Linked DNA regions of Sus scrofa: region 2 is linked to region 1. The links are chromatin contacts, called in public HiChIP or PLAC-seq maps. All regions are on one chromosome and are shown on one strand. Each heading gives the region's core, a stretch centred on a gene start, on an enhancer-like site or on the middle of the called end of the contact. The rest is flanking DNA. Distances are from core to core; before and after follow the strand shown. Region 1 overlaps PDE4D (cAMP-specific 3',5'-cyclic phosphodiesterase 4D). Region 2 overlaps PDE4D (cAMP-specific 3',5'-cyclic phosphodiesterase 4D).

Evidence for each region. HiChIP or PLAC-seq counts read pairs in DNA pulled down with a chosen protein or histone mark.
Region 2: a contact with region 1 is called in an H3K27ac HiChIP or PLAC-seq map of skeletal muscle. The contact joins two enhancer-like sites. A contact is called at or near these places in 12 of 47 Hi-C or Micro-C datasets (blood, embryonic fibroblasts, epiblast stem cells and 6 more) and 1 of 2 datasets of contacts at active chromatin or transcription factors (skeletal muscle).

What each region holds. Positions count from the first base shown.
Region 1 is chr16:38,091,736-38,099,233 of Sscrofa11.1, reverse strand. It overlaps PDE4D (cAMP-specific 3',5'-cyclic phosphodiesterase 4D), which reads left to right. Exons shown (of 19, transcript XM_021076868.1): 8 at 4,728-4,801. Among named protein-coding and RNA genes, the nearest start is that of MIR582, 480 kb to the left of the region's middle. Within about 2 kb of position 3,408, at least 1 of the 83 cell types and tissues checked has an H3K27ac peak or open chromatin away from gene starts, as enhancers often do. A contact at or near this core is called in skeletal muscle, where this site is marked.
Region 2 is chr16:37,951,167-37,958,664 of Sscrofa11.1, reverse strand. It overlaps PDE4D (cAMP-specific 3',5'-cyclic phosphodiesterase 4D), which reads left to right. Exons shown (of 19, transcript XM_021076868.1): 10 at 7,313-7,425. Among named protein-coding and RNA genes, the nearest start is that of RAB3C, 540 kb to the right of the region's middle. Within about 2 kb of position 3,599, at least 7 of the 83 cell types and tissues checked have an H3K27ac peak or open chromatin away from gene starts, as enhancers often do. A contact at or near this core is called in skeletal muscle, where this site is marked.

The DNA of each region.
Region 1 (7,498 bases), core at 2,159-4,658:
TTAGACATTCTTGCTGCTGAACCTAAACTCTTTCCCACTTCCAGTTTCTTATGGTTTCCCCTGTATGTTCAGAATCCTTTTGATCCCCAGGAAGATAACCTCTCTAAATGTTTTCTTTGTTTCCATTTAAAAATAAATATCGCTCCCATTTTTTGAAATCTTTTGGTGTGGGTATTCCATTAGGCTAAGCGTTGTCAAAAATGAATCTTAATGCCTTACCCTGTGATGATGCTCAGCGGGTGGCCTTTTTCTCCCAAGGGTGAGGAGTCACAATTTGGCCAGAGTTCTGTGGGGACCAAAGGTAGACCAAGGAGGCACAACACGTAGGGAACCCTGCTTTGTAGTGAGGTGCCTCTGACCCCACCTTTCCCATTATTTGTGATAGGACTACCTTGTAAAACTCAAAAAGTCAACCAGAATTCTCACCTGGAGGTGCACAATATTCAAAGAAGTAAACATCTTTAAGTAAAGAAAAGACAGGAAATATCCAGATATTATCTTGGATCCCTGGAAAGACCTCATGTCATTCAGACTAGAAGATATGCCTGATTTAAAAATAGAGGGTAAGAACAGCCAAGTCATCTTATCTTTACTCTTACCAAAATACAGCCTCTGGGATAATTTTAGGGAAAATGTAGTGGTTATTAACTCTGTAAAACAGTACTATTCCATGGTAATTGGACATTGTCAGTTTTTTTAAAGACCTTTTATGTCTCTTCCCCATTTCTCCCAGAAACGGCAATCTTGTGGTCTTATCACTGCATCCAGTAGGTTCTCGTTACCGCATTAGAAAGGAAGTCACAACATTTCTGTTGCTTCTACTTGTTAGGTTTTTTTCAATCGTTCATTAAAATAAATCTCAGTAGTATGTTCTAGGGATCTTAGTACTTTTTAGTTTGAACTATATGAAACTATCAAGTCAATCTTTGTTGACATATAAAAAGAGCAATTTCATATTGTTTAACCAAAACATAACATGGAAAGATGTTTCCATGTTTCCATATAATGACCTTTCTATCTTGTGTATAATCATTATTTGTCTCCAGTTTATTTTTTTTCTGGCGGTAAAACCAAGACAAGAAATTCTCCCTCCTTGCCCTACCCACCCCAAGGTCTGTGACAACTCATGGTCTGTGTTTTGGTGCCATCTAGTGGCGTAAAGTGTGGTTAGCATGAAAAAGAATCCTCAAAACTCTGCTTTTTAAGTGGGAATTTTTAACTTGAATGTTATTGCCACATCTTTTTATTAAAGCAATCTCTTTAAATATTTTCAAATAGTTACTGTTATATAAGTGTATATTTCTTTTTGGCTTGTATGTTCAAATGTTTAACTTTTTAATGAAGTCCACATTTCCCTGCCATTTTCAGTGAATCTTATTGGTTAATAAATGTTTAGAAATACCTAAGAAAGTCTGAGATTAGTGTGTGCAAATAGCATTTAATCCCTTTCATGCTCAAGTACATTTCTGTACAAAAATTTTCCATGACATTGTAATAATTTCTTTCCTAAAGTGTATTATTTTTCATCATTCCCAATGTATTTTAACCTTGACTGATTATACTTTTGCTTGGAGGGGCAGAAGAGAAAGAAATGACCTTCATTTTCTAACCATTGAACTGTGTGGGAGAAAACCTCAGGGAACTTTTTGATTAGCAAGCATTAAAGAGTGGAGAAAATTGTAGGAGCAATAGAGCCCAGACTCTAGCTCTTAAAGGATTGAATTCAAGGGAAGTGAGAGTGGCCCTGTAACAAAAACAAAGCATAATTGAACTTTAACTCAGGGCCTTATGTAAAACTGCCTCTAGTTCTCCACCACCTGCAGTAGCAGATGCCTCACCCTATGTCCAGCAGTGCAGGTGAGAGCAGGAAAGGCTAACATAGTGTCTTCATGATATGGACACCCAGGATCATCCCACTAGGCCTAGGACAACACCCTCCTTACAACATTTGTTTGGGACTTTTATTTACACTTCTGTTTGTACCATCTGTGTCATGGTGCAGAAGATCAAGTTAATACTTAATAAAGCCTTTATCAAATATTATTTGTCCCCACAAAAACAATAATGTAATACTTGCACATATAGGGGATGATGTATCTACAAGGGTACTTACTGCAGCAGTGTGTATAAAAATAAAATTTAGGAGACAATCTAAAAGCCCGTGAGTCGAGGGGATAAGCAGCTGAATGGAGGAGAGGCTCAAACAGAGAAACCTATTTTCACGTTTCATTGTGAAATATTTCATCCATATAAGAGAAGATCTCTAGAGACTTTCTAAAAGATAAAGAACAATACTAAAATCAACAGTTTAAGAAATAGAACAGTGCCAATATTTTAATGCCTCCAAGGGTCCCCCAGTTTTATCTGTTGGCCTCTTCTCAGAAATAACAATAATTTTGATTATTTTCTTTGTTATTGAGAGAGACAATTTACTTTTAAATGTGTACCATGTAAAGATATAGATTATGCAAATAAGTACAAAATAAAAATGTAATTTAAAAACCAAAATGAAATCCTCTAATTTAATATCTTTATTATATCTGAGGCAAAAACCTTTATACAGAAAAACAAGTGGAGTGTATCTTTCATGAAGTAATGCTTTCTTTCAAATGAGCACAGATCATGAGTTACCTACGGTCCTATTGCTGTTTGCCCAACTGTCAGATGCACTTACCTTAATTTATTAAAACAAAATTCTCAGAATTCTGAGGTTAAATTTTAGCCTAGAATAAGGATTGATGGGGGGCAATAACCTTAAAATGTTTTGTTAGTGTACTTAATATTCAATTCTTAAAGTCTAAATTCAGCCTGCATGATTTAATGACAGTGGGTCATTTGTCAGATTTCTTTCTGGATCATTCAAGATTTCATGCCTGATAAAAGACAGCATGGTTTGATGTCAGCAGTTGGCCAGTCGAATCCTCCGTCATAGGCAGGGTGACCTTTTGGCACTGTGAGCTGTTTATATGTGATAATGGACCAGATTTTTCCAGGGAGTGAGTTAATCATGGTTGGCACCTTACAAAACACCATTAACTCCTTCAGGGATAGTGCTGTAGGTCACTGTCCTGGGCATAAACAGGACCCCAGTGACCTACAAGAAGGAATGCCAGTTTAAAAAATGTCTGAGACGTTTTTGTCTTAGAACAAAATTTAGGCTGATTTTAGTCTCGGTCAGCATCCAGTGAAAAAAAATTCTGGGAACAGACCTGGAGCCCTGGTAACATTATAAATTTGCCCCCCATCTCTTGCATATTGTCATTAGGAGACATTAAGTAGATTCCCGGCATACATGCCCAATCATTAGTCAAATGGAATGTTGCCTTGTTGGGCTAATAGTCCCTGAGCGCCTTGTGTTTGCCAGACACTGTTCTGGACACCTTACCTGTCATCTCATCGCATTTTCACAACAGCCCTTGAGGTAGACGGCACTCTCCTGCTTGCCAGATGAGTAACTAAGCTTCAGATAAACGATGGAACTTGTCTGAGTTCACATGTTGACTGTAACAGAGCCAGGCCATCTGGGCTGTGATGTGGTATCTACAAAGGCATCTGAAATCTAAGTTTGAGAGAAACTTAACATTCCCATTGTCACCCAGAGGGCCTTTGACCTTAGCAACTCTAGGCTACACCCTGAGGGGAAACTTGCCCATTCTAGGAGAAAGTGGGAGGAGATGGTGCTCCCTAACTTCTGATTGTTTTGCCACTGTCCAGCTTCACTAGAATTAGAAAAAAAGGAAGAGCTATCAGAAATAGTGGGGCCTACTGGTCCTGCCTTGTGTGTGTGGATTATGTTGTGTCTCAGTAATCATTTATTCAACAAAATTTTGTGTCTTTCATGGGCCAGGCACTGTGCACATTCAGGGCAGTCTCATTTTATTCGAGACCTTATAATTCATGAATCAGATAACCTTCACGAGGAAAGGAATCTCTGTGTATTAGCTAGAGTAGCCCTGTGGCAAAAGTGCAAAAACAATTTAAAATGTACATAGTTTGGAGTTCCCGTCATGGCTCAGCAGAAATGAATCTGACTAGCATACATGAGGAAGCAGGTTTGATCCCTGGCCTCGCTCAGTGAGTTAAGAATCTGGTGTTGCCATGAGCTGTGGTGTAGGTTGCAGATGCAGCTGGGATCTGGCATGGCTGTGGCTATGGCATAGGCCAGGGGGTACAGCTGCAATTTGACCCCTAGTCTGAGACCCTCCATATGCAGCAGTTGCAGCCCTAAAAAGACAAAAAAAAAAAAAAAAAAAAAAGGGTGTGGTTTGTGGATTTTAAGATTATGGCATTCTTGGTTTGAAGAGAACTTGGTAAGAGAACTGTTTTACATTTTGCCCTTAAAGTGAGACTTTATGAATATTTCATATTACATGATTTGAAATTTGCATAAAATGCAATAGCACTCTGTATATTGCCTGGGACATTGTTTTTTTGGTGGCTGAGGAATCCAGAAATACTGTGGCAGTTGCTGCTCCTGTCACCATATTCATAGACCATGAGGAGAAATAATCCAGAAAATCTTTTTAAGTTTGCCCTCTGTGGATTTCATATGGATACATGTAAATGTCACCAGATGCTGGGAGGTTCTTCAGTAGTATATGAAACTAAGTTGGAAGTGGTGTCAGGTTTTCACTGAACAAACCAATTTTTAAAGTCACCAAACCATTTCAAATTTCATTAAAGAGGCCCTCATTTCAAGAAGTTTAAAGACTCCTTTTTTGTTGTAGGTCTTGGCCAGCCTGCGAACTGTCCGAAACAACTTTGCTGCGTTGACTAATTTGCAAGACCGAGCACCTAGCAAGTAAGTTATTTTCTCCCACTCCTTCTGGCTGGACCTTCATACAGTGTTTTCTCAATTTAATTGAACTCAAGGTGATATATTAGATTTCTCTGAATAGTTGCCATGTTGTCTAACCATTTACTCTAAGTCATACGATGTCCTGTTAATTTTCTATAAATACTGTGTGATGATGGTTCTCATATCAGAGATGAAGCAGGATGACAAATAAATATGATGATTCCATCTGTCAGAAATCACCTGGCATGATCAGTCCTCTGCCCAGTTATTTACACTCAGGGTAACTACAGTTTTGGCTGACTTTATAAATTAACCATAGGCAGAGAGTGTCGTCAGCCCTTAAAGTTAACCCCACTTTATCCTCTTAATTCTAAGGCAAGGAGAAGCATCATATCACAGCAAAGATCTCTAATTCTTGAGCTGTTACTGAACTAGATCAACAGCACCATGAAGATCCCAACAAAACTGGGACTTATAGGATAACAGGGGAAGCAATTGAAAGAGAGAAAGCTGAGATGGAAAATAATTTTAACCTGGGGGTTCTAATAAAGGTGGAAAATGAAAAAAAAATTTTTTTGGGGGGGGGAGTTCCTGTTGTGGCTCAGTGGAAACAAATCCGACTAGTATCCATGAGGAAGTGGGTTTGAACCCTGGAGTCGCTCAGTGGGTTAAGGATCTTGTGTTGCCATGAGCCATGGTGTAGGTCTCAGAAGGGACTTGGATCCCGAGTCATTCTGGCTGTGGTGTAGGCTGGCAGCTCTAGCTCCAATTCGACCCCTAGCCTGGGGACTTCCATATGCCATGAGTGTGGCCCCGAAGAAAAGCAAAAAATAAGAAGCCAAGGTTAAGTGGAAAACTGATTCACTTTTTCAAATGCCATTATTTTGACAACCTATTATAAAATAATATAATATTCTCATTAAGATATCACCTCTAGGAGTTTCCGTCATGGCACAGAGGAAACTAATCCAACTAGGGACCGTGGGATTGTGGGTTCGATCCCTGGCCTCGCTTAGTGGGTTAAGGATCTGGCATTGCCATGAGCTGTGGTGTAGGTCCCAGAGGCGACTCTGATCCCGTGTTGCTGTGGCTGTGGCGTAGGCTGGCAGCTCTAGCTCTAATTGGACCCCTAGCCTGGGAACCTCCATATGCTGAGGGTACAGCCCTGAAAAGACAAACAAATAAATAAATAAATAAATAAAATATCAACTCTGAAGAATTTTCCAGGAGGAAAAAAAAAAAGCATTGCATTAAATCAATATTAAGAGGACAGTGAATGAAAATTTAATTTGGAATCATAGCTTACCTAAACATACAAAAATGTTGTTGTGGTTACTGCTTCTTGAGCACTAAAAAAACAACTGAACTTTACGTCCCATAATAATAGAATCTATCTCCCAAATTCACATTTTCCATGATTAAAAAAAAACTCGGGCCATCATTATGTACATATACTTCCTGTGCCAGAACAAGGTTTTGTAAAAATCAATATAAATGCCACAATGCAAATAACTGGAATGAAAGCCAGAAGCTTCAACTGATTGTCACATTTTGCAGGTAATGAAAATTTGCAGTATTTTTACTTCTCAACTTCTTCCCTTCTTCATCCCCTGGGCTAACTGTGATTAATTCTTTAGGTTACAGCTTAAATATAACTTCATGTGGGGGCACTGTCTCTTAACGCTCAACATGCACACATGCCCACAGGTCCCAGCCTGCGTAGTATGCCTTTCCACTGCCGTATTATTGCATCCTGTAGTCACTTCTATTTTACTTTTATTTTTTTAGTTATTTATTTATTTTGGCCTTGCTTATGGCATGCAGAAGATCCCTGGGCTTGGATTGAACCTGAGCCACAGCAATGACCTGCACCATAGCAGTGACAATGCCAGATCCATACCCCACTAGGCCACCAGGGAACTCCATCACCCCTATTTTAGCACATTTTCTCAGTGTTCCTTTTGCCTCTTTGCTCGTCTGGGCACTCCTTCAGAATATCAGTTCTCAGAGAGCAGGGGTTGTATCTGGTTCATGTTTGTATTCCCGGTGCCTAGTATAATAATAGCCAGCACAGGTAATCACTCTGCACTGTTTGCTGGCAGGAAGAGTGACCTGGTGATGCCATGTGTGAAACCTGAGGGCGTGCCTCAAGCTATGTGTTCATTACCAAATGTGTCTTCCATGGTTAGTGGCCTCTCGGGGGCTTTCGGCATTCGGTTGCTCCTAGGGACAGTCCCCACCTCCCCTGCCCCCCAGCCTTTGAAAGTCTCAACCCTGCAGGAGAAATGAAATTACTGGTGTCCCTTCCAAACTTTTTTAGCCTCATTATTTTATTCAGGAAATTGAGCATTTTGTCTTTAAAAGGAGAACAAGAAACTTTATAACTAACCCCTTTTATGCTTCCTTCAGACTCAGTCACTTGGGTACCAGCATCTACACCTGCAGCAGATGGGCATTCGTTCAGCAGGTGTAAAGGCATCTGACTGGCCTTTCTGTCCCCCCAAAAATGATCTGAGGCCCATTCTATACAAGACAGATGTTTTCAACTGACTTCCAGGGACAAAACAGATTAAAGTGGAAAAGAGCAGCTAGAGGAGGACAGAAAAACTTATCTTATGCCTGCACGTGACCTGCTGTGTAACGGCCTGGGTGATGTCTAGCCAAACAGTGTTACGGGGTAGACTAAGTAAAGGTCTTTGT
Region 2 (7,498 bases), core at 2,350-4,849, 140 kb after region 1:
ACTCTCCTTTGAAATTCTCCTTTCTCTTTGCTCCTGAGAAGTTCTCGCCCTCCCTTTCTGGCAGCTTCTCTTCCCACTCAAGGCCTCCTAACTGGTCTTGTCTTTCTCCAGTCCTCTTTGCCCACTGTTCCCAGAGTAATCTTCCTGAAAAGCAAAATGACTCATTAAGGAAAAAATGAATTAAAAAAAAATAAACTCTTGGAATACTGTACTAAAATCCCCATGACTACTTCTCTAACTTATCTTTGTCCATTACTGAACCCAAATTTAGTATTCTTATCTGCTTGATATGACTTATGGTTCTCCAACTGGCAACAGCACATGTTTCTATCTCACATGTCACACCCCCCCCATTCCTCACCTGGTTAACTCTTCAATCCATCCTTGGAACTCAGGACTGGCATTCTCTCTTTCAGAAGGCTTTCCCAGATAGCTCTTAGGCTGTGGTTAATGACATCTTTCCTGTCCCCCATCTCTGCCTTGTGCTGACAGTGCATCTCCATCTACTGCCTGGCTTTAGTGGAAACGTACATACGTACTCTACTATAACTGCCTTCCTCATTGGACTATGAGCTTGTTGAAAGCCAAAGTTATTTCATTTGTTGTACTCAGCACCAGACACATAGCAGGTGTTCAATATATGTTTATTCACATGAAAAGAAAATTATTATAATCAGTAGAATGTAAACTCTTTGAGAGCAGGTGGGAACTTTTAACTACCTTGCTCATTGCTAAATCTCCATCATTTAGTGCAGTGCCTGGTAAAGAATCAATTAGGTGATCAACACAGAGTTATCTAACTCGTGGTCTCGCACTCAAACTAAAATAATCTACGAGGTTCTTCTTATTCTTCCGGATCTACAGGTGAGGAAATTAAGGTCCAAGAAAGATTAGGTGATGTGCCAGGGGTTATGCCTTGTATGTAGTGGAATGGAGATGGGAATCCTTGTTTTCTTTTTTCTTTTTTGTCTTTTGTCTTTTTAGGCCACACCCGTGGCATATGGAGGTTCCCAGTCTAGGTGTCGAATTGGAGCTGCAACTGGCTGCCAGCCTACACCACAGCCACAGCAACGCAGGATGCAAGACGCATATGCGACCTACACCACAGCTCATGGCAATGCCAGCTCCTTAACCCACTGAGCGAGGCCAGGGATTGAACCTGCCTCCTCATGGATACTAGTCGGGTTCGTTAACTGCTGAGCCACGATGGGATCTCCATGAATCACTCCTTGTTTTCTAATTTCCATCAAGGAGTAATATTGCTTATAGTCACATACATGTCACATAAAGTCCCCAGTCCAGATGTCTGATTACACTTGGCTCTGTTTCCTTGGACAAAAATCCTCCCTCCTCTTACACTTAGTTCCAAAAGCTTCTCCTCTTACTGTCTCTTCTCTCCAGTGTCAGCTCAGGCAGACATTTCAGTTTGAACCAGTCTGCCCTCCAAGCTCAGACTAAACAAAGAAGCAAAAAAAAAAAAAAAAATCAGCATTTTGTGCCTTCAGTAACTTTGTTAAAGATTGGAAGGAGTGGGGAATTTGTAGGGTGAAATTACTCTGTAGACCAAGTCAACCCCTTTCTGTTACACACATGCACACACACATCCACCATATATATTCCCTCCCACTGGAGCAACCAGCATCGTCTTCCCCTTTTCTGTGTGGAAGAGGCCACAGTTTAGTTCTGCTCAAACTAGGGCTCCTTAAAGTCTTAGCTTCTGTAGTAAGTAGCCTTGCCAAACATTTCTCACATTCTCGCTGAAAGAAAATCTGGCAGATACAGTTATGAGGAATACAGTATGATTGCAATTTCAGAAGTTTTAGCTTTTGAAAGCAAGAGGTCTATTCCTGCAAACGTCTAATTGGGCAGTCCTTCTCTTCAGGCCTGACATATTATGGGAGCATATGCCTGTGTCGAATTTTAATACTTAGATTGTTTTAGATAAGAATAATCATCAGAGGTGCAAATATTCTTTAAATTATTAATTTTATTTTACCAATAAAATGGCTGAAGATAATGGTCTCACTGACTTCAGCCTTCCCTCCTTCAATCCATTTATTGCAGAGCCCTAGAATTTGCCATCTCAATAAAACCTGATCCTAAATCACACAGTACCATGAATCACTTATCAAGGCTCCTCCTCTTAAAGATTCAGCCCAAAGCCCTGACTTGGAAATGCCTGACAAGACTTCCATGACCAGAGTCTGCAGATTTCTCTAGCCTCTTTCCCCCTGAGCAAGACTCCATGGGAGGTCCTTTCCCTACACACACACACAGCCTTTGACCTCAGGCCCATGTGCTCGTTCATATTGTTTCTCTTAAAAAATCTTCTCACCCTCATCACTTGTTTCATTTTTTAGGACTTAGCCCCTTCCCACTCCACCTCTGATTTAAATTGCCTTCTGTTATTCTCCCATAGTGTACACGCTTCCTTCTTTCGCAATACTTTCTACAGTAGAGTATGCTAAAACCAACTATACCCGGGACACTAGGCTTTCCTTGGATAAGGGACACATTCTTTAATGTGTCTTGTTTTTGCAGACTCTGACTCTGATAAGGTGCATGGTACATATCTGGTGTTAAATGTTCCTGAAATTACTGAAGATACTAGAAGTCAATACAACCCAATCTTATGTTTATTTCATTAACATAATTCTATTGGAGCCTTCAGCAGCCCCAGGGGAAAAAAAAATCAAAGATAGTCAGAAGACAAGGAAAAAACTCACAAAAATATGTACACCTTTCCTTTGGAGGTTTTTTGAAGTAGTAAGTGAAACTTTATGTATTTCCTATGATTTCAAAACAAGAACCTGACGCCGGAACTACACTTGGAAATGAGAGTAGCTTGCCACTGGCAAGCTCTGCTTAAACCTGTTACACATACACATTGAAAGTGAATCCAACTCCTTCATGTATTTCCCATCAGATAAAATGTATAGAGAGAAAAAAAAAAAAAGTCAACAAAAGTTAGAGCTAAAGTGCACAAATCCTTGATGTAGTAAATTCAGGCAGTGACAGCTCAAAGCAATACATGGTGGAATGGAAATCGTTTTCCTCCAGTCCTACCTGTTTGATAAAGGGTTGTTGTTTTCCATTTAATTTTAGGAAAAGTATGAATCAGCCATCAGCGTTCGTATTTATATTTTTGAATTAAGTGGAAGCAAATGGTATCCAAAGTAAGTGACATTTTGTTTTGACTGGTTCTCTTCATTTACACCAATAGGTCTGTGTAGGGGTTATGACAACTTTATACAGACCTATAATCAGTCAACTGCTGGCAGAGAAACTGACATCCACACAGTCACACATCACATAGAGTGGATCCTTTTACCTCAATGGTCACCATCGCTGTAAGCTGTGAGTAAGGGTAAACGGCTGAACGTTTCAGAAGAAAACAACCTCAGCCTCCAGCTCACTGTTGTGGCTCTGAGGTGATTGCTTTTTTTCCTTTTCGAGAGGAAGCTGCTGCTTCAGCATCTTCCCTTGGAGCCCCTGGCACCATTTCAGGCCATGTGTCAGGGGAACCCTTGATCGCATCACAATGACGGAAGCCAAGTGCTGGCCTGCAAGAATTGAGGACTGTTTGTTCACAGAAGATCCTGAGCAGAATCACGGGTGTTACATAGTTCAAGGGGGCCTTGAAGGAAACCAATGCTACCGTAGGAGGGGACTTGCAACGGCTCAAGTTATTTCTCAGTTGCTCTTCCATCGTCCTCTCCTGGCTTTTGTGGAATTTAGCCAACAGTGGTTGATTAGGCAGTTTCTCCCTGTAGTTCCTTGACCTAGAAAGATTTTGGACAGGGAAATAGAAGAGTTTTCATATATTTTCAGGTAGTGCCATAGTGACTACTGCTCTCCAGGGAGAAAAGTATTTTATTAATGAATGCAGTGTAAGTTCTTGGTAAAACCCAAAATTAAACCAGCTCACTGTTTTTGTCCTGCAAGTATCGGTGACATTTAGGTGTGTTGTTTGGTGTGATGACTCAATTTCCTGTAGGATAGCTGGCAATTCCACATCGAGGCTTTTTTAGAAGGGATGAAAAGGTCAGTTACTCAATGTCTCAGAACATTTGGGGTTAAAATTCCTAAAAGTTAAGCTTTAAAACTGACTGAAAAACTGTGGCTAGCCATGTTGCTTATAAACCTAGGAATTTGGTGAAAGTAGAATATTCAGCTCTACGCTAATATCAACAGTAATTCTTTATTTGAGCAACAGTTTTATAGAACAAACTGTTCTTTGCTCTGTAGTTAGTAATTATTTTCTTACTTGTTGGTATGTAAATGTGCTCTGGTCATTTTTTTTTCTTTTTTCTTTTTTCTTTCTCCAGACTCATGCAGAAGTAGTTAGAGTTTAAAATAGATACACAGACTACATTTTTTTAAGCTGTTTTTTGGGGGGAGAGGGCTTTTTTTCTTTTTTTTTTTTTTTTGGCTTTTTGCCATTTCTTGGGCTGCTCCCCCAGCATATGGAGGTTCCCAGGCTAGGAGTCAAATTGGAGCTGTAGCGACCGGCCTACGCCAGAGCCACAGCAACGCGGGATCCGAGCCGCGTCTGCGACCTACCCCACAGCTCATGGCAATGCCGGATCGTTAACCCACTGAGCAAGGGCAGGGATCGAACCCCTGGTGCTCAGACTTTGGAAAAGTTGGAGAGCAGGGGAGAGGAATGTAGAACACTAAGCCATTGAGGTGTGGAGAGGGGATTCCTGTCTTCTGGATATAACCAGTGACTGGCAAGATGGCAGTGAGTAATCCTAGATACAGGAGTTATGCATCTTCAACCCACTGGATATGCTAACTATGGGTGGTTCAAATCACCTAAAATAAGTTAATTTTCTTTTAAAAATTCCTACATCCTGATTTTATACCACTAGAGGGAAGAAAAAGGCCAAAACAAAACCAATAGTACCTATACTACCATCCCAACTAGGTAATGCTGTAGTTGCTTATGGCAGATGTTAAGTAAAATGAAAACGTGTTATGGTCATAGGCTTAATTGTTATGTGTGATCTTTAGGGTATGGGATTACAAGGAACTTTCTTTGTTACAACTTTGTGTAATGTTTCAAATTTTATAACAAGCCCGTTATATTTTTATATTCCTATACTCAAAGGAAAGGCTATACAGATATTTTATACTTATGATTTATGAGGCTCTTCCTCTCTTGTTGGGAAAGCTCCAGTCTTACACTTTAGTTCACTCGGCAGGGTTTAGGCAGTTTTTTGTTCACCTGAAGTATACTTTACAGAGATTGGTACAGAAAAAAAAAAAAAAAAGTGGAATAAAAGACAATTTTTAACCTAGAATTCTCAAAGTGAATAGCAAATAGTTCAAGAATCATTGATAACAGTGAGCCACATGGCCCATGTAACAAATATTTTGAAAGTTATTCTAACTTTTACAAATTTTATATAAAAACCTCTCTGAAAAATCCCAGAAGCCTGAGATTCTGTCCATGAAATTTTTGGTTGTGCCGCTGATCATTTATGGAGTCTAAATTTCAAGCATAGAATCTCTTCTCCAATACCTGTAGATTTGATTCGAAGACAAAGAAGAAGAATCTCACCAACTTCATGTAAGCTCTTCAATGCATTCTTTCTAATTGACAATAATAAAGTTTTGTAAAACGACTCTAGAGAGTTTGGATTTTTACCCCTCTGTAAGGTATGCTCATCTGCATGTAATACAGTGACTTTCTCTGCAATTGATCCCTTACTGTAGAACTGCCCCAGGGTCAGCTTTTGTAAATAGAAACTGCTTCCATAACATGCCTTTGGATGTGGTGTTTTCATCTTCTCCCCTTTGTAAGCTTTATTCTGTGCATAATGACAACAGATACTCTTTCCCTTGACTTCCCAATACCATCCTGCTCCTTGATTTGCAATTCCATTGACTGACTTGGAAGGACGTATGCATAACAGGTGTAAATTTCCCATGGCCCGAGTGCAGCCACATTGCTGTTCCGGTAAGATAACTCTTACGACAATTGTCAATGTGAAAATATAGCACATTGTCAAATCTGTGAATTGTAAAGCTTTCCGACCCACAACATTGTATGTTTTTGTTTGCCTGTTTATGTGTATCCCCAAATTTAGACTTCTGGAACCTAGCAGGGGCTGGGCTGGGTATAGAGAGTCTGGTTTTAATGAAAATACTTTTGATTCCCACAGTCACCCTGTCCACTTGAAGTAGGTAGATCCTAAATCCTCAGAAACGAATCCTCAGTAACCTTAAAACCCCAACCCACAGAAACAGTTGCGCGGGTCATAAATAACCCTCTTTGTGCCGCCCCTCGGGCTCTCCCCCGAAAGCTCGGAGACACCAAGGCTCCTCTGCCAGTCTGGGCGACCGGGAGGGGCTCGGTTCCGCGGGGCGCGCGGGATCCCCGCGGGGCAGGTGCGCGGCCGCGCGCGCGTGCGCGTTAGGTCTCTCCTGAACCCCTGAACCCCGCGGCCGGCCGAACCCCAGGCGGCGGGCGACCTAGCGGCGGGCGCTCCACGCCGGGTTTTCCGCCGCTCCCCTCGTACCGGCCCCCGGCAGCCCCACGGACACACACGTTCCCGCTCGCGCCTCCCCGGCTGGGCTCTCGAGCGAGCAGCGCGGGCTGTGCCGGGTGATGCGTCGGCTAGGCGGCCGGGCGGCGTGGGGCGCCTGGGGGCCGTGGCCCCGGGCGATCTCGGTGTGAGAGAGCCGAGGAGGGGCCGGGCGGCTCAGAGGGCCGTGAGCGGCGCGAGGGGGAGTGTTCCCGGAAAGCCGCGGCGATGGAGCGGCGCTGCGCCCGCCGCCGGAGGAGTTGAGAAAGAAAACAGGAAACGTGGTGGCCGCGCACCCGGCCGCGGCTGATTCATTCGCTTTGAGTGAAGGCTCGGCAGGAGGGGCGGCGCGGGGCTGCGGCTCAGAGCCGGGCGCCGCGCTCATCTTGCCGTGGACCAGACGCTCCCTCCGCGGGGCGGGTTCCCGGGCGCGCGCGCCACCCCTTTCGCCATCCTCCAGCACCAGGACTTCTCAAAGTCGCATCGTGGGGGTTTTGGTCCGTGTAAAAGTTGGCTTGCCGCACTTGGCGCGCCCTCCCCGGACGCCGAACCGAGACGCCAAGCTGGAGAGAGCGTGTGTTCCCGAGGCCGGCTGCCCCGCTAGCAGAGCCCCTGCCCTCCTCGCGGTGCCTGGCTCGGCAATATGAAGGAGCAGCCCTCATGTGCGGGCACCGGGCATCCGAGCATGGCGGGGTACGGCAGGATGGCCCCCTTTGAACTCGCTGGCGGTCCCGTGAAGCGCCTGAGAACTGAGTCCCCCTTTCCCTATCTCTTCGCAGAGGAGGCCTACCAGAAACTGGCCAGCGAGACCCTGGAGGAGCTGGACTGGTGTCTGGACCAGCTAGAAACCCTGCAGACCAGGCACTCCGTCAGTGAGATGGCCTCCAACAAGGTAAGCCCCGGCTTGGGTCTCAATGAAGCCCCTCCGCTGCTGATTCCCACGCTAGTAAAGCCACCGGTCTCCG